Linked DNA regions of Mus musculus: all the other regions are linked to region 1. The links are chromatin contacts, called in public HiChIP or PLAC-seq and Micro-C maps. All regions are on one chromosome and are shown on one strand. The core of a region is the stretch at or near the end of the contact, and the rest is flanking DNA. Distances in the headings are between cores, read along the strand shown. Region 1 overlaps Unc5b (unc-5 netrin receptor B). Region 2 holds the start of Pald1 (phosphatase domain containing, paladin 1). Region 3 holds the start of Psap (prosaposin).

Region 1 (4,302 bases), core at 822-3,321:
ATTGAGCAGGACTCTGAGCTGAGAGGGAAGCCGCTGGTCCCAAGTGTCCAGAAGAGCTAAGGCCACACAAGCTGGTTTCCAGGCCTTCCCCCAAAGGTAGAATCAGGGACGACTCTCCATAAGCCAGTCGCCATGCTAGAAATTGATTTCACTTGTCTGTCCACTGACTGACCAGTGACCCAGCCTGCTTTTCCTGAGCAGGGACATCTGAAGACGTCCATCTGCCCCTCTCTCTCCCTGGGTATGTGGGTCAGCCACTCCAACCCAACTCTGTCCTATTTTCTTTCTTGATGTAATTGAGCGGTGGATCGCTAGGACCTATGTTCCCTACAGGCGAGATTCCAGATTTCACCAGACTTCAAACTCCACAGCCTTATCTGGTACCATTTTGTCTGGGTAGTTTTGGTATTGTGAGAGGAAAGGCCATCCCCATCTTCCACAAACTGGAGGAGCCATGGACGTGCCCTGGGTGTGTCCCAGGCTTGTACCATGGCGAGAATGGGCAGAATGGGCTATTTACATGAGTGTAACTGAGTGGCAGAAACTTGGTGTAGGTTTGGTGCAAGGGGTTGGTGGTGGTGACAACTTTGAGAGGGCAGTGGGGCCATTGTCCCCATCCCCCTTCAAAGCAGAGAGGCCACATCTAAGCAGTATACTTCTCTCTGAGACTTTCCCTACCTGATAGGTGTAGGGTTAGCTTAATAGACTCCACTCCCTTCCTTCATTCCATCAAACACTTTCCATTGTCCCCATAGCCCTGTCACCTGTAGAATTTCCTGAAGAGAGAAAGTGTTATAATGTCTGTTGGCCTCAAATGGCTAGGCACATTTTGAACATGGCATGTTCCCATGGGCACCTCGTGAATGTAAGGGGTGTTGGCAGAAGCGTGGATTCCATAGCTCATGGAGAAGGGCCCTCGCGTCCACATAAGGAAATCTGCTCCACTGTGGAACACTGGAACCCTCAGTTTGACCAGACTGGCAGCTTTTTGTCCTGTGTCCGCTCAGGTGTCCCCTCTTAGAAAGCTTAACAGCCCCATCCATCAGCACCTACCACCACCTGGAGTTCTCATGTGCCTGTACACAGAAGTTCTCTGGTTTAGCTGGCTTTCTCACTCCATGAGGGCAGAGCTGTGTCCCTTGGGAATGGCCCAGTGGCCAGAACAGTGTCCCACACAGAGTAGGCCTCAGTGAACATTTGCTCGCTAAGTGTGTCACTAAGTGTGTCACAGAAGTGTTAGCTAGAATTTGCTAGAGTTCACACGCCTGCTCCCCCCAACCCCGTCTGCATATTTAAGTCTGGCATAGACATTGGGTCTTTGCAAGGCTCCAAGAGATTCTAGCCTGTATTCCCCAACCATGAGCCCCAACAGTGGGCACACAGAGATTCCAGCAACAGTGGCTGTAGGCTGGGTGCTGGGACTTCAGTTCCTTTGTAGTTCTGTCTGCAAAGAAGGCAGAGGGCTGTGATTAGGTATACTCTGGGCCCTCCTGTCCCACCTACATTTTGTCATTCTGGAGATGTCTGTGACCTTACGGCATTCTTTTGTCCCACAGAGCAAACAGTTCCCTAGTGAGGTAACCTTGCCAAACCCTATTAGGAAACTGGTATCCTGTCCGTCTCTCCCAAATAAATGGCAAAGTGCTGTCCAGGGCCCTGTTGCCCCTCTCCTGGTGCCTGAGAGACACCAATGGCTCTGGGCTCCAGCAGTGCCGGCATCTCCTTTTTTCTGGCAACAGAGCTGAGCTGTGTTGGAACCTGTCTCTTCTCCCCTGATAGCACGCAGTTTAAATAAGATCTCCATTTACCAGAAGTTCACACCACAGCTCATGTGTTATATGAGAAGCAGCAATCTCACGTTTGCTGGTGAATGCTGTTCAGGGATGCGATTGGGGTGGTGGGGGTTGGAGTGTGTGTGTGTGGGGGGGGAAGCATCACAGAGAGGGGACGTGAGGAAGGAGGGACTCCAAGCTGTCAGCCCAGCCCCAGCGCTGGCAGTGCCAGGCTCCTCTTGGCTCGGTGTGGGGCTGCTGGGGGAGGTGCCAGGGCTCTGTGAGCTGACCTCAGGCTGCTGGAAGGCTCGGAGCCGGATGGGCGCATGATGTCACCACCACTTCCGCCTGTTGGCACTCCCAGCAATGCACTGGGTCATTTACACGTCTTCAGTCTGTTAGGAAGAGACTCTTGGTGAGGGAGATTTATTGGTTGCCTCTGCCTTCCTTAGAAGCCTTTGTTAGGAACCTAATAAGGAAGGCACTTGGTGGCTATAGAGAGACCCCCCCCCCACACTCTGAGTCTCTCCTCCCCACATCCCGGGGCCACGTAAAAGTGAATAAGCAAATTCTAGTTGCAGGGTGTCTTCCAGCCTAGGTAGGAAGTGGGTGGCATGACCCTGCTTATGCAGAAGGGGAAACTGAGGCAGTAGCAGTTTGAGCACGTTGGAAGCAAGGCTTGCAGTCTTGTGCCTGGATCCTCTGGGCTGACAGGCAGGTTGCTAACTGCATTTCTAAATGCTGCTGGAGTCTGATCTCTTCCAGAGCATTAGTTTATTACAACGACCAGGATGCTCTATGATCTGGAGGTAGATTGGTGCCTCAGTTTCCCCCAAAGTAAACCAAGAGCTGGCTTTGGCTGTCTTTCAGCAAAGTAAGGCCCTTCAGCCTTTCCTTGCAGGTTTCCAAGTAGCCACACTAAGGAGATGGGTGGTGGGGGGAAAGAAGGTCCTGTGGTCACCTCATCACAGGGTCCGTGGTCCAGGCTGATGCACCTGTAATAAATATCGAGCTGACAGTTGTTAAGCCGCATCCCTGACCTCTGAATAAATAAAAAGCTGCTTAGAATAACAGCCCCGGAAAATGCTGGAGGTTCCTGCTCACTCTCAGTTTCCCTTCCACTGGCCAAACCTGTTTGCCTGGACACCCACCCACTCCCATTGTCTCCCCTCCCCTGTGGCTCCTCAGGCCCCTGTCCATCACTTCAGCCCCAAGGGCAGCCACTGCCTGGCCTGGCTTTTGTTCACAGCTCTGTAGTCTGTCCAGAGCTCCTTGCTCCTTCAGCAGCCAGAGCAGCTAATAGGGAAACAGCTCTGCAGCTGACAGCTGAGAGACAGGCCAGCCAGGCCTCCCTGGGGCTGGGGGTGGGGCACAGAATAGATGCCCTCTGGTTCAGTCTTCAGAACCTTGCTGGCATTTCCTTCTGTGGCTCTGTCCCTGTGATATGAACCGGGCTACTGCCTCTGGCAGAGGTCACCAGGAAGTTAAAATCTGGGCCCCCAGCTGGCTCCCAGGATGCCCCAGAGCACATGGGCACCATTTGATGTTCTGTGAATATTGTATGTGAGCTATCTGTGTCTCCTGGCTTTCTCATTACAGGTAGTTCAGGTTCTCAGGAGCTGTTAGGTAGAGTCATAGAATGTCAGATGTGGAAAAGACAGACAAGAGCCGGAAAGCCCATTTTATAGCGAAGGGTACTGAAGCCTTGGGCAGTGAGCACTTCAGACTACTGTTCAAAGTTCACAGTGGCAGATCCTGGGTTTGAACAGGAACCTGAGGCCTGTGCCCTTGATCCTGACCCAAGGGAAAGGCCCAGGAGAGCCCTGGCCCGGCCAGGGAATCCATCACAGGTAAACAGTGCCCACCAGAAATGTGCCTTCCACACTGGAGCCTGGGGTTTTGCTCAGAGTGTCCTAGGGGTCCTAGTGCTCCTCCGTGGCCTTCTTGGGGCTTCTGGGTCCTGCCTTTGTGTGGTATTTTCTTCTAGGTTGGGGAGGGGAGGTAAGTGTCCTAGAATTTGCAGTAGAACTTGCGTGGGGTTTCTGGGGTGCAGGAGCACAGCTAGCCAGGGGGCCCAGCTAGTCTTGTGACTCAGACAGCCCTGCCATTTAGGGATTGCTAGGTCTGGTTGTCCTTGGGAATCTCGGTCCCTCTCCCGTCTCTGTTGGGGGAGGTGAGAATTTAGAGCCAGGGTGGGGTGGGGGTGGGGGTGGGGGTGGGGGTTGCGGTTACAGGATGTGGCATCTAGTCCTTTCCGGGTAGATTGCATTCCTCCCTGTCTGGCCCAGAAAGTCCCCCCCCCCCCATGTTTGTCCCCTAGGACCCAGGAGGGTCTCCTCTGCCCTCCCAGGCTCAGATGCAGATGCGGCCTCCTCCAGGCCTCTCGCACCAGTGTGCTGCCTCTGACATTCCGCCCCAGCAGATAAGGATCCTGTCTGGCGCCTGGGTGCTTTTCTCCTCCTCCTTTCCAAATCTGTCCCCTGATTATCTGCAGACAGCCCCTCTCCAGGGGGCCACCAGGGACCCGGCT
Region 2 (4,302 bases), core at 492-2,991, 570 kb before region 1:
GCCAGGGATCCAGTTTCTTCGGGACAGTGCAGGGCACTGTGCATGTATGTGTATGTTCTAGTCTCTCTGTGTGTGCATTCTATACCATGTGTTTGCACATGCCTGGCTATGGCACTGTGAGCAAACTGTCCTGAAACCTGTCCTCAGGCCCGCAGGGGACCCATTTGGGGCTTGAGTGGATGGGGACATGGAGCTGTGACAAAGGAACCAGGAAGAACACTGTGCCCAAGGATGGAGCCTGACAATATGCTACACACTTTACTTAGGCCTCTGGTCCCCAGCTCAGTAGCTCCTCAAACATCTCTCTCAAAGATGCAGAAGGTGGGGGTCACACAGCCCAGTTAAGGAACTGTAGGCCAATCTGAGTGAAGTGTGGCTGGAGCCAAGATGGCCATGGTCCTTAAGCAACCCTCTGGGCTTTCTCTTTCTTCCTCACACACCTAGGATGGGCAGAAGGGAGTCTGACATAGAGGGCAGGTAGTCCTGGGGCCTCAGTTTCCCCATGTATTAAAATAGGAATAGCGAGGGCTAGGGATATGCTAGAGTGTTTGCATGCCCAGCATACACAAGAATACTTGATTTCAACACCCAGCACTGCATAAGCCAGAATGAGGGACCGTGCCTATAATCCCAGCATTCAGGAGGAAGGATTTAGAATTTCTAGGTTATTTTTAACTAAATATTGAACAAAATCAACTTGGGATATATGAGACCGTGTGTGTATGTGTGTGTGTGAACAATGATAGGTACATAGGTACCTGCTAAGATTACACAGATGAGATACCGCTGCAGACATGCTGGGTATCTGGCCAGACCACCCTTAATGAGTCCTTTTAGGGTTGCAAGGCCCTCCTTCTGCATAGTTCAAGTTCCCTAGCTTGATTTTGGCTAAAGGCCAGGCCTGCAAAGTCTTCATCCTGGTCACAACTCCCTGCAGAGCGTGCCAAGGACCCTCTAGCTCTGACTGGGGCCAAGGCAGGTAGAGGCAGGAAGGAAATATTCCTCAGTGTAGGGAGAGAGAGACAGAGAGAGACAGAGACAGAGAGAGAGACAGAGAGAGACCTCATTCCATACATCAAAGAGGCTTTCCTGAGACCTAAGCAGGGGTGAGTAAGTGCCCATGGGTGATCCAAGGTCAAGGGTCAGGTACCAGAGCCCCAGAGCCCACCACCACTTGGATGCGTTGGGTAGGGGTAGTGGGGCTGCTCTTCTTCCAAAGACTGGGAGCTGCAATTTTCCTAAGCCAGCGGTCAAGGTGACCACCTGCTCTTTTAGGGCTTCATCCTTCGACGTCTATTCGGAGAGGCGTCAGACCTTCCCTACGGAGCTCAAGTGGCACAGGAGAAATGCTGATTCTGGGGTCCAGGAGAAGCAGAAAGGGGAAGCCCGGGGCTACAGACATAACAGGGGCCCTGGAGTAGGGGAGGGGGTGTGGCGCCACCAGCCTAAGCATTTTTCTCCAGCCATGGAGATTGGAAGCCGGCCTTGGGTATCTTCCAGAAGGAACCGACCAGACAAGGAAAGAGGAACTTGCTTCTCCCGCAGGTTCCCTCTACCCTAGGGTTTTCCTCCAGGCGTAGGGCGAGCAGACGGAGGATGCTGGCCCGGAACCGGCTGGATTGAAAGAGGGGGGAGGGGAGTTGTGCCTATCCGACCGTGGTGGGGTGAGTGTATCTTTAAGTCCGCACCCCCTCCTTGTGGGCGGAGGCCGAAGCTGTGACCGCGCCCTCCCAGGCGTGGGAGGGGGGATCCGGACTCGAGGCGGGGTTCTGGGGGTGATCCTGGCCTCGGTGGCCCCGGGCTGGCCGGGTCTGCGCCGCCTGGACACAGCAGGAGCTGCCTCCGCCCCCGGATGGGCTGGGAGGGTGGGCGGAGTCATCTGGAGCCCGCGCGGGTAGTGCCCGAAGCCCGCCTCGGCGCCGGCAGTCCCCGGCCGCATAGCGCGACGCTCTCCCGGAGCTGCGGCTGCCAGGTAAGCACGCGTGGGCCGCGCCGAGGGAGGATCGGGGTCCCTCGGTTTGGGGCGGAGGCGTCCGAGCCACCCAGGCCTGCCCCAGGTCGGCGCCACCATGCTTTCTCAAAGCTGGAGCTGCTCCCGGGTTGTGCGCAGGTCGATCCCGGACTCATCTCCTGTACTCTGGCTTCCCTCGGAGTGAGGGACAACATGGAGTGGCGACACCCGCACTTCTTGGCCTGGGAGCCCTCCGGGCCAGCTGGGCTGGGCTTCCGAAGAAGTTAGGAAAGATAGCCGCGTTGTGACCCCGGCATGGGGTCCCCAGACTTATCTGCAGGACCCTTGAGGCCCAGGGGCAAGGGAGCAAACTGAGGGGCCTGGCAGGCACTGGCTTTGATTCGCCGCTCGGTTTGGTCTCTTTTGAGGTGGGGTTTCCTTGGTGTGAGCGAGGGTGTGCGTGGAGCGTGAGTACATTCATGTGCCTGAGCATGACACCCCCCTCCCCCCAAAAGACATGGACTTAATAGAAAGGTAGTGTTTGGGACACTGACTGTCCCAGTTCCTTGTAGTGGCCAAGCTGCCCTTGTTTTGTAAATCAGACTCCACAAAAGCCTGGCCCGGGGTGAGCTTGAGGCATCTCTGGTCTTCCAGCCAGAGAGTATGGGCCGGTCCTTGTCTGCCCACAGCCAGTGACAGAGCACCTGTGGCTGTGGGCTCCGGGCCATGCACAGACAGTGTGGGAGGTGGGAGGACTTGGAAGGGCTCTGTCCTGTTGTGGCTCTGTCCTGCAAGGGAAGACAAGAGAGAAACACTTGGCCAGTTCTCTGATAGGGAGTTTGATACCAGCCCTGGGCTGGTAGCCCTAGAAGAAAATGCCAGGAGGTTCCTCAAGGGAATTGCAAAACACCGGCGCAGCGAGGGTACTCTCGCTGGGTGTCCTGTGACTTTGCTGATAGATGTGTTTAAATGTCCTGGTGCAGGCAACCCCACCCTCCTCATTAGCATTACTAATCAGGACCGCTTTGCACCTCGCCTTGTGCGGCGGTGGTGCTGGGGCGGGGGCGGGGGTGGGGGGATGGGATGGGGGCAACAAGCGTAGGATGGCTGGCAAGGACTTCCTGCTTCTGTGTGTCCACCCCACCCCCATATTTTGTTTGCTTTGGGGGTGGTGGTGGTGTCCAAAGACCCATTTGTTTCCTCCAGTCAGATGGAGCGCAGGTTTGGGGCTGCTGAGGTTTGAGCCAGCCTTCCAGGAGGAAGCCCTGACTTCCTTTTTGAAGAGTCTCCTTCGTGGGGGCTGGAGGGAAGGGTGGGAGGCATTGACCAGACGCGGTTTCCTGTGGGGGCAGACCGGCCTGAGGTGGCCCAACTTTGCTCCCTTCTCTGGTGATGGAGTGGACAGGGTGGGGCTCTGGGCAACTCTGACCCTACTCTGCCGCTCTGTAGTATCTGAGACTTTGCTCCGTCCCTGTTGTTCCCCATACTTTGGAGCCGGTGGTAGTGTATCCCAGGCAAAAGTTCTTCTAGTGGGAGCTACCCAGGCCCAGGAGAGAGAGTCGTGTGGGTGGAACATGAACTCATATGCAGGTGTATAGAGCCCTGTGGGCAGACACAGGGAAGAACTGGACATATTTACCAGAGAACAGGCACAGAATGAGGTGGGCTGGCACCCCACAAGCATGGACATGTGAGGGACAGTGTTTGTGAGCATGTGAAGGAGAACTAGTGATAACCACAGACACTTAGAGACAGGCTTGTGTTCCTGGCATTGCAGTCGGCTTGGGCAGCAGATGTATAAATAGGTAGACCCACTGAAGAACAGACATGCATTTAAATTGACATCAGGTCTCAAGGTTCTCAAGAACTAGATAGACCGGGAGCCGGTTGTGCCCTGCCTCTGGTGGGCTGGGGCACATACACAGGCCAGAGGCACCTGCTAGTCAAGGCTAGGGTCTGGCTAGCTGTAGATGCTGAGACATAGTCCCAAGTGACTGTTGCTGTGGTTATGACTGCTGAGCCAGACGTCGTCTTGTTCAGCGTGGAACAGGTACTCAGATGCTGTGTGGCGTGGCTTCCTTCCTGCCTCATGTATCCCAGGCTAGCTTTGAACTTACTATGTAGCCAAGGAGAGCCTTAGACTCCCGATGCTCCTGTCCCTACCTCCTGGATACTAAGGTCGCAAGCATGCTCCACCACACTGATTGTCGATTTTTTTCTATCCCATGTTGGAGATGGTTAGAAGACCCCAAAGTGTTCTGTTTTAGTGTGAAGGTGTGCATCCTCCTACCGGCACAATGACCGGGCTGAGAGTCTGCCTGGGGCACCAGCAGAAGCTTCTTCAGCCTTTG
Region 3 (4,302 bases), core at 1,227-3,726, 540 kb after region 1:
ATAGAAGGATGCCTGGGACTTGCTGGCATGTCTCCCAGGCTCAGTGAGAGGTCTGGTCTCAAGGGAGTACAGAAAAGTGTAATGGAGCATGCGTGGTGGCCTCCTCCAGCCTTTGAGAGGCGTGCATACCCCACACTGCACAGACAGACACAGAAAACACAAAACTGAGAAGCTAGGCATGGGGGCTCACGTCTGTAATCTCAGGACTCCCCTATGTGACACAGGAGGATTGTGTTCCATGGTTAACCTATGCTGCACAGAGGCCAACCTGCCTAGGGTACAAGCAGGAACCTGTCTTTAAAAAAAAAAAAAAAAAAAAAAAAAAAAAAAAAAGAGCACTACCTTTTGCTAAACAGGATTAACTTGGCAGGTGAAACTGGGGGTTCCTGTTGCTGTTTATAACTTAAGCAGGCTAGGCTACAAACTCATGTGCTAAAACATCTCAAGAGAACACACTGCCTCAGAGTGCACAGACCTCAGTCAGAGGTTAGCCACGGCCCCAATGACAGCAGCCCTGCCGTCTCAGCCTCATGGAGAGCATCTGCCCCATGCCGGCAGCACCTTGCCACCTCTCTAAGCTCGGCTGGCCAACTCTGACCCACTTGTTCCCACTGGAGCAATCCCCCAACTGCATGTCCTGGCACTGCACTAAGATATGGCACTTCGTTTCCTGCAAGCAGGCAAGACTCAGCATGGAGTCGGGGGGCTACCACTGCAGGCAGCAAATGATGTCCCCTGCTGGTTAGGCTTGTGTGTGTGTGTGTGTGTGTGTGTGTGTGTGTGGTGGGGTGCACGCACATCTACATTTGTTTCTGGAGATCAAAAGAAAACCCACCGGAGTCAGAGCTCTCCCTCTACCATGGGGCCTGAAAATGGGCAGAGGTTAAACTGGCCTTTCATTCTTTTGGCATTCTTTGTTTTCTGTCTAGGTGGGAAAGGCAGTCAGGCTGGAGGGCTGGAGAGTAACCAAAACCAAGTGTCTGTACCTCCAGGGCTTTGTGAAGACTAGACGGGACCTGGAACATTCTAAGCACCCAGAACATCATTAAAAGGCAAGCTATGAGTGGCACCCTGAACTACAGTAGTGCCACACTGAGCCCATAAGTCCTAAGAGCCTCAGGGAGCACACGTGGTTTGCAGTCATCATAGACAACCAACAACTCAATGGTGGACAGTCAAGACAAGCTACCATTCTTCAGTATGACCTTGACGTGAGGCACAGAGCCTGGAGTTTTAGACCAAGGCCATCAGGGTCCTCCCATCTACCTAAGAAGGAAGAAGGAACCCAGTTAACTAGACTGGCAGTCAAATGAACTACATGTGTATTAGAAATAATTTTTCCAAGGAAACAGGTAAGGGGTATAGTGTGACTCAGTAGAGGATGTTCGTTTACCGTGTGTTACGATCCAAGTTCAATGGCCCATACTACAGAGAGAGAGAAAAAGAAGTCTGGTTTTGGTGGTGTGGGTGAATCAGAACTCACGAGTTATGTATGACACAGAGCAAGCAGGACCAAGTGCGTTTCTTTTCATTTTTCTTGCACAAAAAAAAAAAAAAAAAAAATCTCATACACAGTCCAGACTAGCCTTGAGCTTTCTGTGTAGCACAGGCTGACCTCAAATTCAAAATCCTCCTACCTATGCCTTCCAAGTGTGAGTCCCCTGGCGCTGCCTTGCCAACCTGCAGTGCTTTTAAGAAAAATCATTTTAGAAACACTTGCTATAAAATAAAGGCTGGCCAATGGCTTTGCCAGATCAAACAAAAAAATTAAGAGTTCCAATGCAATCGGGACTACACAATTCCCTCCAAGACCTACTACGCTCCTGAGTTCACACAGAAGCCAAAAAAATCACCCCCCGGCCCGGGGCAGACACAAAGACGCTTCCTGCAACTCCCATACGAGTGCAGTCTGGGACAGAGGTCACGGGCCGACCTGACCTGCAGGATGGGGCTTCAAGGCCATGTCTATCACCTACACCAGGATAGAGTCAACACAGCGACGGAAGAGGTCATCGAGTGACCTCTCCCAACCTCCATCCCAGGGAGAACCGCAGTCACCCGCAAGGCCTTGCACAAGGCCTGCACACACAGGACAAGACGTCTCTCCCACCTCCCAGTGGTCCCCCAGTGCAGAGAATCTGGAACAGGTCCCCCTCCGCCACCAGCCCCGATCTGCGCCTGCGCACAGCGAGGCCTGCCTAAGCGCGCCCCGGGAAGCGAGCGGAGGGCGAGGCCGGTACCGCAGGACTGCCCGGTTCCCGGGACCCAGGGGACGCTATAGCGTTCTTCTCTACCAGACCAGGGGACCCTTCTAAGCTCACCGGTGGCCAGAAGGCTGGCGAAGAGGGCGAGGGCGTACATGGCGCCGCTTCACTTCGCAGGCTGCAATGCAGAACGTCAGCTGACCAGACGAATATAAATCTACCCCCCAACCTCGCCGCAGACGCCAGTGCGCAGGCGCGGGCCCCGCCCAAACTGGGCGCAGCTTGACTCAGCGTCGCGCAGCGCGCCTGCGGGGAGGGAGGGTGCGAAGAGGAGCAGGCTGAAAACGCCCAGGGAAGGTGGCGGGAAGGCGCGGGTGGTGGTAATAAAAGAAAACCATATCTGGTGATTAAATCAAGGTCAGGCGCCGAACGGTATCTAACGCCTCTCTTTACCTTTGCAATGTGAGGAATCCAGCCCAGGGCTGGTACCAAGCCCTGAACTGCATCTTGTGCTCCCCCACCCCACCCCACCCCTGAGCCCCAGCATCTTTTAAGTATTACTATTTGTTTTTGAGATGCCGAGTCACTATGGCCTTGCTGGTCGACAATTCAGTGTCGCAGCAGACCTGGAACTCTCAACCTTCTGCCTCAACCCCTTGGAGAATGGTTGGGGGTTGGGGGGCGGGAGCAGGGATTTTTGTTTGCAGTCGCCGGTATTGAACCCAAGGCATTATACTTGATATCAAGTGTTGTACCTCCAAGCTGCACACCACCATTCCCCCCACCCTCCCAGCTCACTCCTTACTTTATTTTTGAAAGAGGGTGTCACCAAATTCCCCAGAAAGTCTCTGAACATGTAATTCTTCTGCCTGACCCTTGTACAGTGGTAGTTAGGGGTTTTTTGTTTGGTTGGTTGGTTGGTTTGGTTTGGTTTGGTTTTTGGTTTTTCGAGACAGGGTTTCTCTGTGTAGCCCTGGCTGTCCTGGAACTCACTTTGTAGACCAGGCTGGTCTCGAACTCAGAAATCTGCCTGATTCTGCCTCCCGAGTGCTGCTGGGATTAAAGGTGTGTGCCACCACGCCTGGCGGTGATTAGTTTTTTTGGTTAGTTTTTTTGTTCGTTTGTTTGTTTGTTTGTTTTGGTTTTTCGAGACAGGGTTTCTCTGTATAGCCCTGGCTGTCCTGGAACTCACTTTGTAGACTAGGCTGGCCTCGAACTCAGAAATCTGTCTGCCTGCTGGGATTAAAGGCGTGGGCCACCACGCCCGGCTAGTGGTTAGTTTTTTAAGACAGGGTTTCCTGTAGCCCAAAGAGGCTGACAACTGGCTGTGCAGCTGAGGATTCGTGTATCTCAGGCAGTCCTCGAACTTCAGTCACTTCCAAATCCTGATCTGCCTGCCTGTGCTACCATACATGTTCTGTTTGGTTCTAGGAACCAAACCCAGGCCTTCAACTCATGTCGGGCAATGACTCTACCAACTGAGTGGCATCTCCAGCCCCCATTTATTGTGATTCGTGCCGTGCTAACAGATGAGACTCAAGCACAAACAGGTTACAGATTTGCCTACATCTTTACACTCAGGATTCAAATTCACAGGCTGCCATTCTGCAGTTGTCAATCAATACAAACTCAGAAAACGGCAAACGAGAGACGCCTTTATTTGTGATCTTGGGAACTGCAGACTGCAAGATAGACTCAGAGGTCTCTGAATCAGTGTTGGTGAGAAGGCAGGGAGAATGGAAGTCTGAGTGTGTAAGCAGAAAAAAAAGAGGAAAAAAAAAACAATAAAAATGTATTTTAGGCAACTTGTGTTGCTTGGAGAAAGAACAGATGCTGTGTAATAGACTCGTGACGGATGGAAGATAAAGACAAGCATGCATGCCCACGCTTCTAGTCCTAGCATGGGGGAGGCAGAGGCAGGAGGATCTCTAGGGCCCCTAAGCCACATAGTAAGACTCTGTCTCAAAAAAAAAAAAAAAAAAACAGTAAAATAACATTTCAAAAATTGGTTCTGGGGGCTGGAGAGATGGCTCAGTGGTTGAAGGCACCAAGTGCTCTTCCAGAGGTCCCAAGTTCAAATCTCAGCACCCACAGGACA

The links. Hi-C and Micro-C count contacts between places; a contact is called where the count stands out from the background. HiChIP or PLAC-seq counts read pairs in DNA pulled down with a chosen protein or histone mark.
Region 2: a Micro-C map of the HL-1 cell line shows a contact between it and region 1, with 2.1 times the contacts expected there. The contact joins the promoter of Pald1 here to the enhancer-like site in region 1. A contact is called at or near these places in 3 of 39 promoter capture datasets (embryonic stem cells and stem cell-derived epiblast-like cells), 2 of 484 Hi-C or Micro-C datasets (the HL-1 cell line and embryonic stem cells), 2 of 115 datasets of contacts at active chromatin or transcription factors (embryonic stem cells and pancreatic cancer cells) and 1 of 9 other capture datasets (liver).
Region 3: a FOXA1 HiChIP or PLAC-seq map of pancreatic cancer cells shows a contact between it and region 1. The contact joins the promoter of Psap here to the enhancer-like site in region 1. A contact is called at or near these places in 1 of 39 promoter capture datasets (embryonic stem cells), 1 of 484 Hi-C or Micro-C datasets (the N1E-115 cell line), 5 of 115 datasets of contacts at active chromatin or transcription factors (the NIH/3T3 cell line, astrocytes, bone marrow-derived macrophages and 2 more) and 2 of 9 other capture datasets (adipose tissue and macrophages).

The regions. Positions count from the first base shown.
Region 1 is chr10:60,814,835-60,819,136 of GRCm38.p6, reverse strand. All of the region lies in intron 1 of Unc5b (unc-5 netrin receptor B), which reads left to right. Among named protein-coding and RNA genes, the nearest start is that of Unc5b, 15 kb to the left of the region's middle. RefSeq lists an enhancer at 2,294-4,302. Within about 2 kb of position 2,071, at least 157 of the 459 cell types and tissues checked have an H3K27ac peak or open chromatin away from gene starts, as enhancers often do. A contact at or near this core is called in the HL-1 cell line, the N1E-115 cell line, the NIH/3T3 cell line and 4 more, where this site is marked.
Region 2 is chr10:61,380,962-61,385,263 of GRCm38.p6, reverse strand. Pald1 (phosphatase domain containing, paladin 1) reads left to right here and starts at 1,741. Exons shown (of 20, transcript NM_013753.2): 1 at 1,741-1,972.
Region 3 is chr10:60,275,802-60,280,103 of GRCm38.p6, reverse strand. It overlaps Psap (prosaposin), which reads right to left and starts at 2,476. Exons shown (of 15, transcript NM_011179.3): 1 at 2,322-2,476. The coding sequence starts at 2,361.